2 separate regions of the Cricetulus griseus genome follow, and region 1 is linked to region 2. The links are chromatin contacts, called in public Hi-C maps. All regions are on one chromosome and are shown on one strand. The core of a region is the stretch at or near the end of the contact, and the rest is flanking DNA. Distances in the headings are between cores, read along the strand shown. Region 1 holds the start of Megf6 (multiple epidermal growth factor-like domains protein 6). Region 2 overlaps Megf6 (multiple epidermal growth factor-like domains protein 6).

The links. Hi-C and Micro-C count contacts between places; a contact is called where the count stands out from the background.
Region 1: a contact with region 2 is called in a Hi-C map of fibroblasts, with 4 times the contacts expected there. The contact joins the promoter of Megf6 here to the enhancer-like site in region 2. A contact is called at or near these places in 5 of 8 Hi-C or Micro-C datasets (the CHL-YN cell line, the CHO-K1 cell line, fibroblasts and 1 more).

Annotation. Positions count from the first base shown.
Region 1 is chr2:2,128,775-2,134,462 of CriGri-PICRH-1.0, reverse strand. It overlaps Megf6 (multiple epidermal growth factor-like domains protein 6), which reads left to right and starts at 3,357. Exons shown (of 37, transcript XM_027398478.2): 1 at 3,357-3,585. The coding sequence starts at 3,467.
Region 2 is chr2:2,032,649-2,038,550 of CriGri-PICRH-1.0, reverse strand. It overlaps Megf6 (multiple epidermal growth factor-like domains protein 6), which reads left to right. Exons shown (of 37, transcript XM_027398478.2): 26 at 1-17; 27 at 606-734; 28 at 855-983; 29 at 1,075-1,206; 30 at 1,369-1,497; 31 at 2,023-2,151; 32 at 3,163-3,291; 33 at 3,458-3,586; 34 at 3,955-4,083; 35 at 4,174-4,302; 36 at 4,948-5,076. Among named protein-coding and RNA genes, the nearest start is that of Arhgef16, 28 kb to the right of the region's middle. Within about 2 kb of position 1,785, at least 2 of the 6 cell types and tissues checked have open chromatin away from gene starts, as enhancers often do. A contact at or near this core is called in the CHO-K1 cell line and fibroblasts, where this site is marked.

The DNA of each region.
Region 1 (5,688 bases), core at 2,108-4,607, 94 kb before region 2:
TCGTGACTGTCATCCCAGCCCATGACACAGTTTGAAACAGTTATGCCCCACAAGCTGTCGCTGCATCAGGAAAAAGTAGCAAGGTAGTTAATTTCTGGAGAATATTTGTTATGCTTAACTTAGTATCTGTAAAAGAAAACTCTTTGTTGTGAATATAGAAGTGTATGAAACATGGGGCTGCAGAGATGGCTCAGAGGTTAAGACCATTGACTGCTCTTCCAGAGGTCCTGAGTTCAATTCCCAGCTACCACATGGTGGCTCACAACCATCTGTAATGAGATCTGGTGCCCTCTTCTGGTGTGCAGGGATATATGGAGGCAGAACACTGTATACATAATAAATAAATCTTTTTTAAAAAGTGTATGAAACACACATGTGCAGTTTGTTAACATACATGCAGTCTGATTTCTAGTTTTGTGGGGTTTTCTCTTTTTTTGAGATAAGGTCTCATGTAGCTCAGGATGGCATCGAACTTGCTATGTAGCTGAGGATGGATGACTTTGAACTTCGGCTCTTCCTGCCTCTGCCTCCCCGGTGCAAGTGTGTAACACCACACCTAGTTTGTGTAGCACTGGGGATTGGACCCAGAAAATCATGCATGACAGGCAAAGCACTCTACCAACTGAGTTATGTCCCTCAGTTCTGATGACTTTTATTTATTTAATTATTTATTATGTATACAGTATTCTGCTTGCATGTATCTCTGCAGGCCAGAAGAGGGCACCAGATCACATTATAGATGGCTGTGAGCCACCATGTGGTTGCTGGGATTTGAACTCAGAACCTCTGGAAGAGCAATGCTCTTAAACTCTGAGCTATCTCTCCAGCCCTCTGATGACTTTTAAAATGACAAACTCTAAATGTCCTGATTACTCCGTTTGTTGTGTTGGGAACTAGACACTCGTTAGGCAACCAGCTGCTCACTTATGCTCATAGGAGCCAGACTGGACAGGGAAAGGGTTTCTGGGGCCAGGGTGAGAATCCAGCCAACACCAGTGTATGTGACAGGATTTGCTTGGAGATGTGAGCTCTATGCTACAGGGTCACCTACCTACACCCGGCTGGGAACAAGGACTCTGGGAATAGTGGACAGACCCCACTCTGCCCATGTATATTCTTCCTATCATAAATGACATCTGGGAAAGGACACACCTGCCATGGAAGATGATGTGCCTTAGCCTAACCACAAAGACTCCAACAGGAAGCACTTGATTTCCTGCCGGCCTGACCACCTGACACCTGCCAGGACTCTCTACATGGCAGAGAGGTGGTGTCTGGACAGGGCATAGGTGGAGCTAGAATGGTCTAAGGTCAGTGAAGAAAATCTAAGGGAAATCTTCAAATTGATGGGGCCTAGATACTCATGCACAAGGCCATGTATTTTTTTGAAATTAGTAAAATCATTTCCTTCTGCATTATCTTTCTTCAATAAGGTCCCCACATAGGCTTCAGAATACTAAAAGCCCAGACCCTGCCCCACCTATAGATTCTCTTTCTAACCCAGGATGATTTCTTCTCTGATGAGCAGAGAAGATAGTGAGATGGAATCATCTTTCACCCACACCCCCTCACCTGGCCCCGGGCAGGGTTTAGCAGAGCAGAGGTGAGCTTTTTCAGGCTCCCTATCCATGTGCACACACTGCTGAAAATGCAGGAGCCAACTCCAGGAGAGAAAGAGGTGCAAAGAAGGAACAGACAGATGGGCCCACTGCAGTTCTGGCTTGGGGAGGCCCCTGGCTGAGGTGGGATACTCGATGATTTCTTGGGTGCAGACACCTGGGAGGCAGGTACTTGAGAGTCACCCAGAAGGCTTGGGTCAGCCTCTGCTACTGGGATCCAGGGAGGATCTGGTGATGGCTTCAGGCAGAAGAGTGAGATCCAGAACAGCAGGGTAAACTGGGGTCCTGTTTGGGGAATCAGGTAGCAAGTCCCAGGACCACTTGTCCCTTTCCCTGCCTGTCTCTCTCTCCTCTCTCCTCTCTCTTCTCTCTCCCCACCCCTCCCTCTCTCATCCATCCCTTCTTCCCTCCCCGAAGTCAGGCTCCTGTGATTATCGCAGTCTGTAGTCTTGTAAGCTGAGGCAGGGGCCTCTGCTCCCTTCCTGGCACTGTGGTTCCCTCCACACCTGGGTCAGCAGCAGGTCCGAGCTGAGCCGGCAGTACCCACCCATTAACGCGGACGCAGCCTTCTGAAATGGGAGTGGAACACGTTTGCACCTCCACTTCCAGGAACCTCTACCAGAGGTTCCCTCAATCATCGGGGAGAAGGAGGTTGGAACACCTGCCTCATCCCTCAGGGAATGGTAGAGGAGGGAGGTCTTCAAAAGAGTGCAAAGGCACAAGTCTCCAGCAAGACTAGCAGGGGCTGATCCTCACACTGTGCCCTTTTGGGACTACCCCAGCTCAACTTCCAAAAGGAGCCCCTGAGTGTCTGGTAAATCCTGGCCCCAGAGACACCATGTCTAGCACTGGAGAATCTGGCCCTAGCCCTGGGGAAAAAAAGTCACATCAAAACAAAACCAGACTTAAAGGACAGCAAATAGCCCGGAGCAGGGAGTTGCCTCGCTTTCCAGGCCCCTATGCAGGAGTCTGGTGGGACTTACACGCCCACTTCACCCCATGCCACCATCCTGAAGCACTCAGCGCAGAACCAGGAATACAGATGCTCCGGCGGTGGTGTGTCACCTCATGTCAGTGCACAAAGGAGGTGACACAAAGGCTGCCCTCCCCGTTCCCCAATCTCCTCCTGCTTCTGGGGCAGCCGAGGCGGCGCGCGGGATGAGGAGTCAAGGGAAGATGAACGCAGTGTTCGTGGAGAGAAGCCAAAGATGCGCCTGCCGAGGTCCCGAGTCGTGGTCGAGTCGTGTTTGCTAGGTGTGCGATATCCAGATCGGATAGGATTGGTCACTTGTATGGGAGCAGACCTGGGGCTCTCGGCCGGAGGTGCGCAGGGAACCCTAAGAGGATGCTCAAATGAAGCTAGGTGTCGGGTACAGGGACGCGAGCTTAGTCTTGTGGGCTGGATGAGGAGTCGCGGAGGGGAGGGGCTGGCGGGGGGTGGGAAGTGGGCTTTCTATTGGGAGGTCTGGGAGGGGCCGAAGGCGGAACGGGCGTGGCCTGGGCTGGGGGGTGGGGCCGAAAAGGGGCGGGAGCCGGGGCGGGAGGGGGCTGGGGTCCGGGCGGGGGCGTGCGGCTGGCGGGCCTGACGTCTGGGGCGTCCCGCTCCGAGTTCGCTCTCTATCACTCCTGGCAAGTGTCTGCAGAGCGGAGCGAGAAGGTCTCAGTGCTCGGGGAAGCTGCACCATCCGCACCTGCGGCGACCTCGCGCCCGGCACCTGGCGCGACTCGGTTGCTGCACCCCGCTCACCTCCGGGGCATGGCGCGCGTGAGGAAGGGGTCTCGTGGCCACAAGAGCCGCTTGTGAGTCGGAGAGTAGAGGATCGAGTGGGAGCGCGACCGCGCGCACGATGCCTGTCCGGGCGGAGGCGAGAGCGGCTTGGCGCGCGCTGGCCCTGGCTCTGCTGCTGCTCCCCGCGGTGCCTGCAGTCGCTCCGCCGCGACCCCCGCGCCCGCTGCAGCCAAGCATGTGAGTAGCGCGAGTCCCGAAGCTCGCGGCAGCGACGTTGACCCGGACAGAGCTCGGAGCTTTGTCCTTGGGGACCCAGAACAATGGGCTCTTTGCCTTAACTAAAGAGCGGATGGTCTAGACGTGGGGTCCCGGGTTGGATCTGGGGCCCTCGAGGCTGCCACAGGTTCCTAGTCTCCCGGTTCCCGCCTCTATAGCGAGGGTTCTGCAGATTTAGGAGGACGCTGAAGTTTGGAGAGGTGAGGAATCCAAGCCCCTGCGCCGCAGGGTACAGCTGGGGAACCGGCTTGGAGACGGCCGAGAGGAAGCAGCCTGGTCCCACTTCCTCCCGAAGCTGGTCTCCTGGGGTCTGGGGGCCTGCGCAGGGGCGGGGGTGCCCAGAGGGGGCTGCCAGAACTGGTTTGTGTGTTAAACACGTGCGCTCTGGGGCCTCGGGAGAAGGAATTTAGTACTAGAATGGGCAGGAAGAGAGGGTCAGGGAGCCAGCGGCGACGGATTTAATTTTGAAAGATGATTCCCCAACAGGCGGGTTAGCGGTCTCTTAAACTGAAAAGCGATCCCTCTGTTGGCCTCAAAGGAAAGCCGGTGCGAACTGAGCCCAAGTGGATGAGGTGCACGGATGAGAGGCCTGCGGCCCCCACCCGGCCCTTCCCTGCAGGATGCAAGGTGGGGCCTTGCAAACTTGGCAAAGCTGCTGGGGCTGCCTGGGGAGTGGACGAGGGACCCTTCAGGCCTGAGTTGGGGGCTTCCTCTCTGCCGATTAGAGCGCCCTTTCAGCCACAGAAGGGACTTGCTGCTCCTGTCTAGGGCTGGCAACTGGTGGATTCACCGCGTACTTGGCCTTGAGAACAGAGCCATGGCTCCCTGAGGGAATGAGAAGACAAGCTTCCCACTGGGGCTGGTGCCTTCAGACCCCCACCCTGGGCCTTGCTTTGGTCCTCATGGCCATTACAAAGGAGAGCTGATCTGAATTGGGGGCCTCACCCGATAATGGAAGCAGCCTGTGTCCCTGGCTACTGCTGCTCATTTCTCTTAGCTGTAAGTTTGCCCAGAAGGAGCTTTACCCCAGGATGATTCTGGTAATTAGCGTAGTGGCCAGGGATGCCAGCCTGTCTGCCGGCTTCCCTGGTTGAGAGGAGCAGCAGACACAGTCTTCCTGAGATTTTGGGTGGATAGATGCAATCTGGCAAATGTGGAAACTGTTGGTCGCCCTTTATGGGTTCTCCACCCAGCTCTGTCCACTCCTACTGATCTCCCTGGGAGTGGAGCCAAGAGCTTGCTGCCTGTGTCCTGCTCACCTGCGCCTGGGAAGTCTTTAGCTGTTGAAAAGGTTGTTGGGACTGGTTGTGGATGGGTAGCAGGAGAGCCTGTCCCTTCTTGATGCGTTTTCCAGGGCCTGCCTTCCTTTCTTCCTGCAGTGGGGGCTGCATCTCTGGGGCTTGTGCCCTCACTCCCCGGCTCTTGGGGTCCCAACAGGCTTCTGTTCTCAGATTGTCCATTTTGAGTGGGTCTGAGTTCCAGGTTGGCCAAAAATCCCGGCTGTCTTCCCCATAACTGTATCTCTCCGGCATCTGCACATGGGCCCTAGCTGGCTGGGCCAGTGAGGGAGGGTTTCATTTGGCTAGACCAGCAGAGAGATCTTTCTGGGCTTTGGAGAAGGAGCACTTGACTTGCTGAGCAGAAAGCAGGTGGAAGCCATGAGGAAGGGCCAGCTTCCAGAGGTGACTCTGCAGATTTAACCTTTGCTCCCCACCACTCAGAGGAGCAGGAGAGGGGGGCTGGGAAGGCAGCCAGGACCCTAGAAAATACTTCCTCCTGGCCGACCCTCTCTGCCCTGCTGCCTCCCCCCCTCCCGCCCCCAGGAGTTCTAATGGGCTGGCAGGGCCTGGTACGGTTGCCACACCTCTTTGGCCAGTTTTCCTGAGCTGATAGCTGCGGACTTTTCATAGTACTTTGTCTTCCTGCCCGTAACCCCCTACAGCTGGTGTGCAAGCCACAGGCCTCTGTGGGTTCTAGGGGTAGGGTGGCTCTGACGCCCATCCCAGGTGCCCTCATGAATCTGCCAGAGCAATGGGCATTATTCTCTGGCTGCTGTCAACTGAG
Region 2 (5,902 bases), core at 536-3,035:
GGACAAGTGTCAGAGCCGTGAGTGGGTTCTGGGAAGCTGGGAGGTTCTGCCAAGGGTGATCCGGTTTTACTCCATGCTGAAGATATGGGCCAAGCCTGGTTCTCACCAATGTGGCCCAGTTTTAAATGGGTTCAGGGCTTCCTGGCTGTACCTAAGAGGCCAGCCTGATTGGCTTGTTTGCTTCTACTTTGGAGAGAGGGGTGTGTGTACCTCATCTCAAGGCTTCAGAGAGAAAGCCTTGGTCTCTGGACTCGAAGCCTGTATTGTTCCAGGCTCCATGATTACAGGCGGCTGCCCAGGCTGTGGCTTTTGTGCCCAGGGTCCTTGTCCACCCTTCCAGGCTTGAACACCCTCACCAAGTCTTCCACTCCCTGGCTGCCCTTCAATCTAGGCACTGTCATTTGCAGACCCAGCCCAGAGAGCCCCTTGCTCAGACCCAAGCTTGGGGCTGCTGATGCTGGTTGGTAGGCTGTGTTGGGATCCTCAGGGGGATCCAGTGACTCTTTACATCTTCTTGTCCCAGCCTCCCCTTTTTCCTTAATTTCCATGGGCAGAGGTCCTGGGGCTGTAATTCCCAGCCTTCCTGTCTGTCTCTCACGCCACAGCCTGTTCCAAGGGCATGTTTGGGGTTCACTGTGAAGAGCATTGTAACTGCCGGAGAGGTGCCACCTGCCACCATGTCACAGGGGCCTGCCTCTGTCCCCCGGGATGGAGGGGCTCACACTGCGAGGATGGTGAGCACTGATAATAGTGTATGGATCCAGTTGCTGGGAGGGAGCTGGCCCTGCACAGCCACCTCAGGACTCCCCGCTGCCCCTTTCCAGGAAAGCCTAACTAATTCTACCTTCCTGCAGCCTGTCCACGTGGCTGGTTTGGAGAGGCCTGTGCCCAGCGTTGCCACTGCCCACCTGGTGCCTCCTGCCACCATGTTACTGGGGAGTGCCATTGTCCACCTGGCTTCACTGGACCTGGCTGTGAGCAGGGTAGGTGCTCTCCTAACATCTACTTTGTGGAGAGGGACAATGGGATTTCTGAGGGCTAGGCCAGGCCTGACCCTACCCAACTTATATCCAGCCTGCCAGCCTGGCACCTTTGGAAAGGACTGTGGGCACCTATGCCAATGTTCTGGTGAGACCTGGGCCTGCCACCCTGCTTCAGGGGCCTGTGTGTGTGCTGCCGGTTACCATGGCACCAACTGTCAGCAACGTGAGTGTTGTCCACTGCCTCGGGGGACCTGGGGTTCTGTCTGCCATTCTGGGATGCAGGGTGGAGGTTGGCAGCTCACAGGGTGGCCATGCCACGTTCAGGGGTGCTGCATGCTTGACTCCAGCCCCCAGCTCATGTAGCAGGCGCTCTCTCTCCCTGCAGGCTGCCCACCTGGGCGCTATGGGCCAGGCTGTGAACAAATTTGTAAGTGCCTCAATGGTGGCTCTTGCGACATAGCCACAGGAGCTTGCCACTGCCCTGCTGGATTCCTTGGGGCCGACTGCAGCCTTGGTGAGGAGCCAGGTGGCAGGGCTGGATGGCTTATTGTTGAATTTCTGGGGAAGGGGGCAGGGCCTTGCCAGCCAGCCTATGGGAGGACAGTGCCCCGCCCACTGCTTCCCTGATTCTTGGGTTCCCCATTGCTGAACTAAGGTAAAATGGCAGTGAGGGTGTGCTGTCCTGGGACATCAGTGTGATCCCAGAGGGCCCTGGCCTTCTGGCCAGCTCTGTCCCAGATAATATGCCGGGCACTGAGTACATCCCTGTGGCCAACCTCCTGCCCAGGAAAGGGACTTTCTCCTGAGTCACATGGGGACTTTCCCCATTTGAAATGCAGGCAGAGCTGGGGGTGTTATGTCAATGTATCTCTGTAGAGATGGCCTGGGGCCCAGCTCCCAGCAGAGCCTTTTCATGGAGGGAGATGGAGGGCACTGGGAATTGGTGGTTTGCCCCTGTGTCTCCTGTCCTGTCACTGGGGTTGGTACAGCCTCTGGCAGAGCCCAAGGGGAGGTAACTACTTACCTGCCCTCTCCACAGCCTGTCCACAGGGTCGCTTTGGCCCCAGTTGTGCCCACGTGTGTGCATGTGGACAAGGGGCGGCCTGTGACGCTGTGTCAGGGATTTGCATCTGTTCTCCTGGGAAGACTGGAGTCCATTGTGAGCATGGTGAGTATCGGGGGCTGGGCTCATGCACTGTTCACCGATGTGTCATTGAGTTAAGGAGCAGGCTGCTGAAATGAACCCATCATGGGAGGGGTGCCCGTTCCCCAGGGACATAGTCACACTCATAGCCATTGTGGATTCTCCAGAGACCTTGGGGCTGAGAAAGCAGTGTCCTCCCCATATGGACAGCTGGCCTTGCTGGCAAACAGGTCATCCTATGCCGACTCAGGCCCCACCCACACAGGACTCTTGAGACTTGGTTCACTCAGGGGCCTGTTCATGTCTTTGTGGCCAGTGGGACCCTCTCCTGAGCCTGGTAGCTGTTGTGTCCTGGTGACATTTTTCTTGGAAGAGTATCTTCCTGGCCCTTTTTGCCAGGCCCAGGCCGGGGTCCCCAGCAGAGACAAGCTGGACTGGTGAACAATGGGTGGACCAGGGGACAGTGGTCGTGACACATGCTCATGCCAGTGTGCCCAGTTCCAAGGCTCTGCAGGCACAGCTTCTCACTTCCCCCTCACAAAGGGCTGCTCTCTGAACCCTTGTTGTCAGTCTGGTGCCTGGGGGACTGGTGTAGTCAGATTAGAAGCCCAAGGCCAGGCTGTAGCCAGGATGCCACCTCATTCATTCCTAGAAAAGACAGCATTGTGGCAAGCAGTACAAAGTGGGAGACCGGCCATCTCTGAGTCCCTACGGCTGGCCATGCCTGACCTGGGGTCTCCAGTGCACACACATTCTCAGCCTTGAGGAAGTGTGGAGTGAAGCCTTCCTGACTGCTTGCTGGCTGTGTAGGTGCTTACAGCCCCTTGAAGACCATGGTCCCCTTATCTTAGAGTGGTCCTTCTAGACCTGGTGCTGGCTGTCCAAGATGCTGTGTGAAGAGTGGATGCTGTGAGGGCAAGACCAACCCTAGGCAGCTCAGGAATCATTGGTTGAGTGAATGCCAGTGCCTGTCTGTGCAGGGACGTGTCCAGCCCCTGCTAGAGTTCTCAGTTGTGCCTGCTTTCTTGCCCTTAGGGTGTCCCCAAGATCGGTTTGGCAAGAACTGTGAGCTCAAGTGTGCCTGCAGAAATGGGGGCCTGTGTCATGCTACTAATGGCAGCTGCTCCTGCCCCCTGGGCTGGATGGGGCCACACTGTGAGCAGGGTGAGTTTATGAGGGCAGCTGGACTGGAATGTCCATGTGGATTCTGAGCAGGGAGGGTCTTTCTCTGGACCCCGAGAAAGATGCAGAGCTTAGGGCCTGGGCGGCTGTGTGGGGGAGGCAGGGGCAGAGTCAGGTGCACTTAAATCTTTGTCCTATCCCTACACAGCTTGCCCTGCTGGGCGCTATGGTGCTGCCTGCCTCTTCAAGTGCTCATGCCAGAACAATGGGACTTGTGAGCCCACCACGGGTGCTTGCCACTGTGGCCCTGGCTTCTACGGTCAAGCTTGCGAGCACTGTGAGTGGGACTGTCCCCTGACCTTGAACACACTGTCTAGGCTGGTCCTAATTCATGAAAGCAATGGCCACTTTCTCATGTCATTGTTCATGGGGAGAGATGGGATGAGCCTGACCAGGCTCTGGGCTGGAGATGCCTGTTCAGGGGTCACACAGATTAGGTAGAGATGGGCTCCCCCCAACCAGCTCCTTTTGCCTCTCTCTACCTTGTCATACAAGCGCTGGCTGGAGCCGGGAAGGAGGGAGATGAGGGCATTCAGGGACGGTCCTCTCTCAGCTCTTAGATTTGGCCTTTTGCTCACTCTGGGAAAACTGGGGGTTTCTGCTGCCTCCTGCCCTTGACTGACTCTAACCAGGGTCCTCCTTCAGCCTGCCCCCCTGGCTTCTATGGATCTGGTTGCCAGGGAGTCTGTGAGTGTCAACAGGGAGCTCCATGCGACCCTGTCAGCGGCCATTGCCTCTGCCCTGCTGGCTTCCATGGCCAGTTCTGTGAGAGGGGTGAGTGTCAGGCCCCCACCCAACCCCTTTACCCTTTCCTTGTCTTGTTTAATCTGGGGAAGGGAATGCTGATCCCATTGTCCCCACCAGGGTGCAAGCCAGGCTTTTTTGGAGACAGCTGCCAGCAGCAGTGTAACTGCAGCAAAAATGTGCCCTGTGATCCCATCAGCGGCCTCTGCCTTTGCCCACCAGGGCGCACAGGAGCCACGTGTGACCTGGGTGAGTGGAGGATCCTGCCCAGGATGTGACATATCAAATCATATGGGTTGGGTACCTGCATGCCAGGCCTCAGACTGGGCACTGTAGCTTCCTACGATCTCTGTTCCAGCCTGCATACTCTGGGGGCTGTTGGCAGTAGCCAGAGCATGATATATGCCAAGCAAAGATACCCATTGCAGCTGCCAAGGCTAGGTCCTGCTTTGTGGTAGGCTAGAGTCTTGGGACTCTTTCTGGCTAGCATGAGAAAGGCCCCAGGGAGGTGGAAATACGTCCCTGACTTATTAGTTGTGGCCATGACCCCCTTCACACCAGACTTCCTGAGGATGGGGGCTGTTTTGTCCTGCTGGGGGTTCAAAAGCGACATGATGACTTTTGGATTCATGCAGCCTTGGGGACAGCAGCTGTGGCTGCTCTACACTGCCTCATCAACCCAGGCTCTGGGCAGGAACGTGTGCCCAGGGCTTGTGACTGGTGCTTTTCCATTTAGGAGCTCATGGTTATAGAACACAGGCTTTTAAAAAGTGTTATCCTTTTCAGAGGAAACTACTTCCCCAGAGGACGTCACGCCACCTGAGCTGTCTACCCATGGTCCAGGCAGATGGGAGGGTTGTTTATGCTTCTCTCTCCTACCTCCTGCCCCTACAGATTGCAGAAGGGGCCGCTTTGGGCCTGGCTGTGCCCTGCACTGTGACTGCGGGGGTGGGGCTGACTGCGACTCCATCAGTGGGCGGTGCCGTTGTGTGGACAACTACACAGGGCCCACTTGCCGGGAAGGTGAGTCAGGTTCCCAGGGGAGAAACTGAAGACTTCTCTGCCCCTGGGCAGGAATCCACCCCTTGTCCCAATACCACCACCAAGCGGTGGTACCAGGCCAGTCGGTGAGAAGCTCAGCCATCCCTTCCTGGCACCCACAGTGCTCCCACTCCACACAGCTTAGTGGTAATGAGTAGGCCCCAAGCCATTTCCCGTGGGCGGGACTGAGTGGCACTGCCAGCCTGGAGCACCAACTGTTTCCCTAGAGTGGCCTGAAGATTGCAGCGGGAGCTCACAGATCCACGCGCAGGCAGGGTTAGGTGACTGATCCAGCATGGGCAGGCGCTGTATGCCCGTGTGTCTGTGAGGAACAGTGTATGCATGTTAGGTCAGTCTGTGCATGTGCTCCAGGGTGTTGTGGGCAACACATTGGCGAAGTGACACAAGCATGTGAGGCCACCGTGCGTGCGCGGTTGTATATACATGCACTGGAGCGCACATGTTCCAGGTATGTGTCCGCTTGGTGTGAGTGTGTGTCTTCCTAGTGTGTGTACTTCAGGTGTTACATGTCTTCCTGATGTATGTGTGTTCCGGGTAAGCTTCTACATGGCGTGTGTGCTCAAGGTACATGTTCTGTGGGTGTGTGCATGGGCTTTAGGTATGCATCCTCTGGGTGAGTTATGTGTCCCATGTATACATTCTTCAGGTATATGTATGCTCTGGGTGTGTGTTTCCCAGGCGTGTGTGCTCCCTATGTACATGTGTGCAACACATGCATATGCTTGCTCCAGTGGTGTCTATGCACCAGGCATGTCTACCGTGGTGAATTCAAGTATGTGTGTTATAG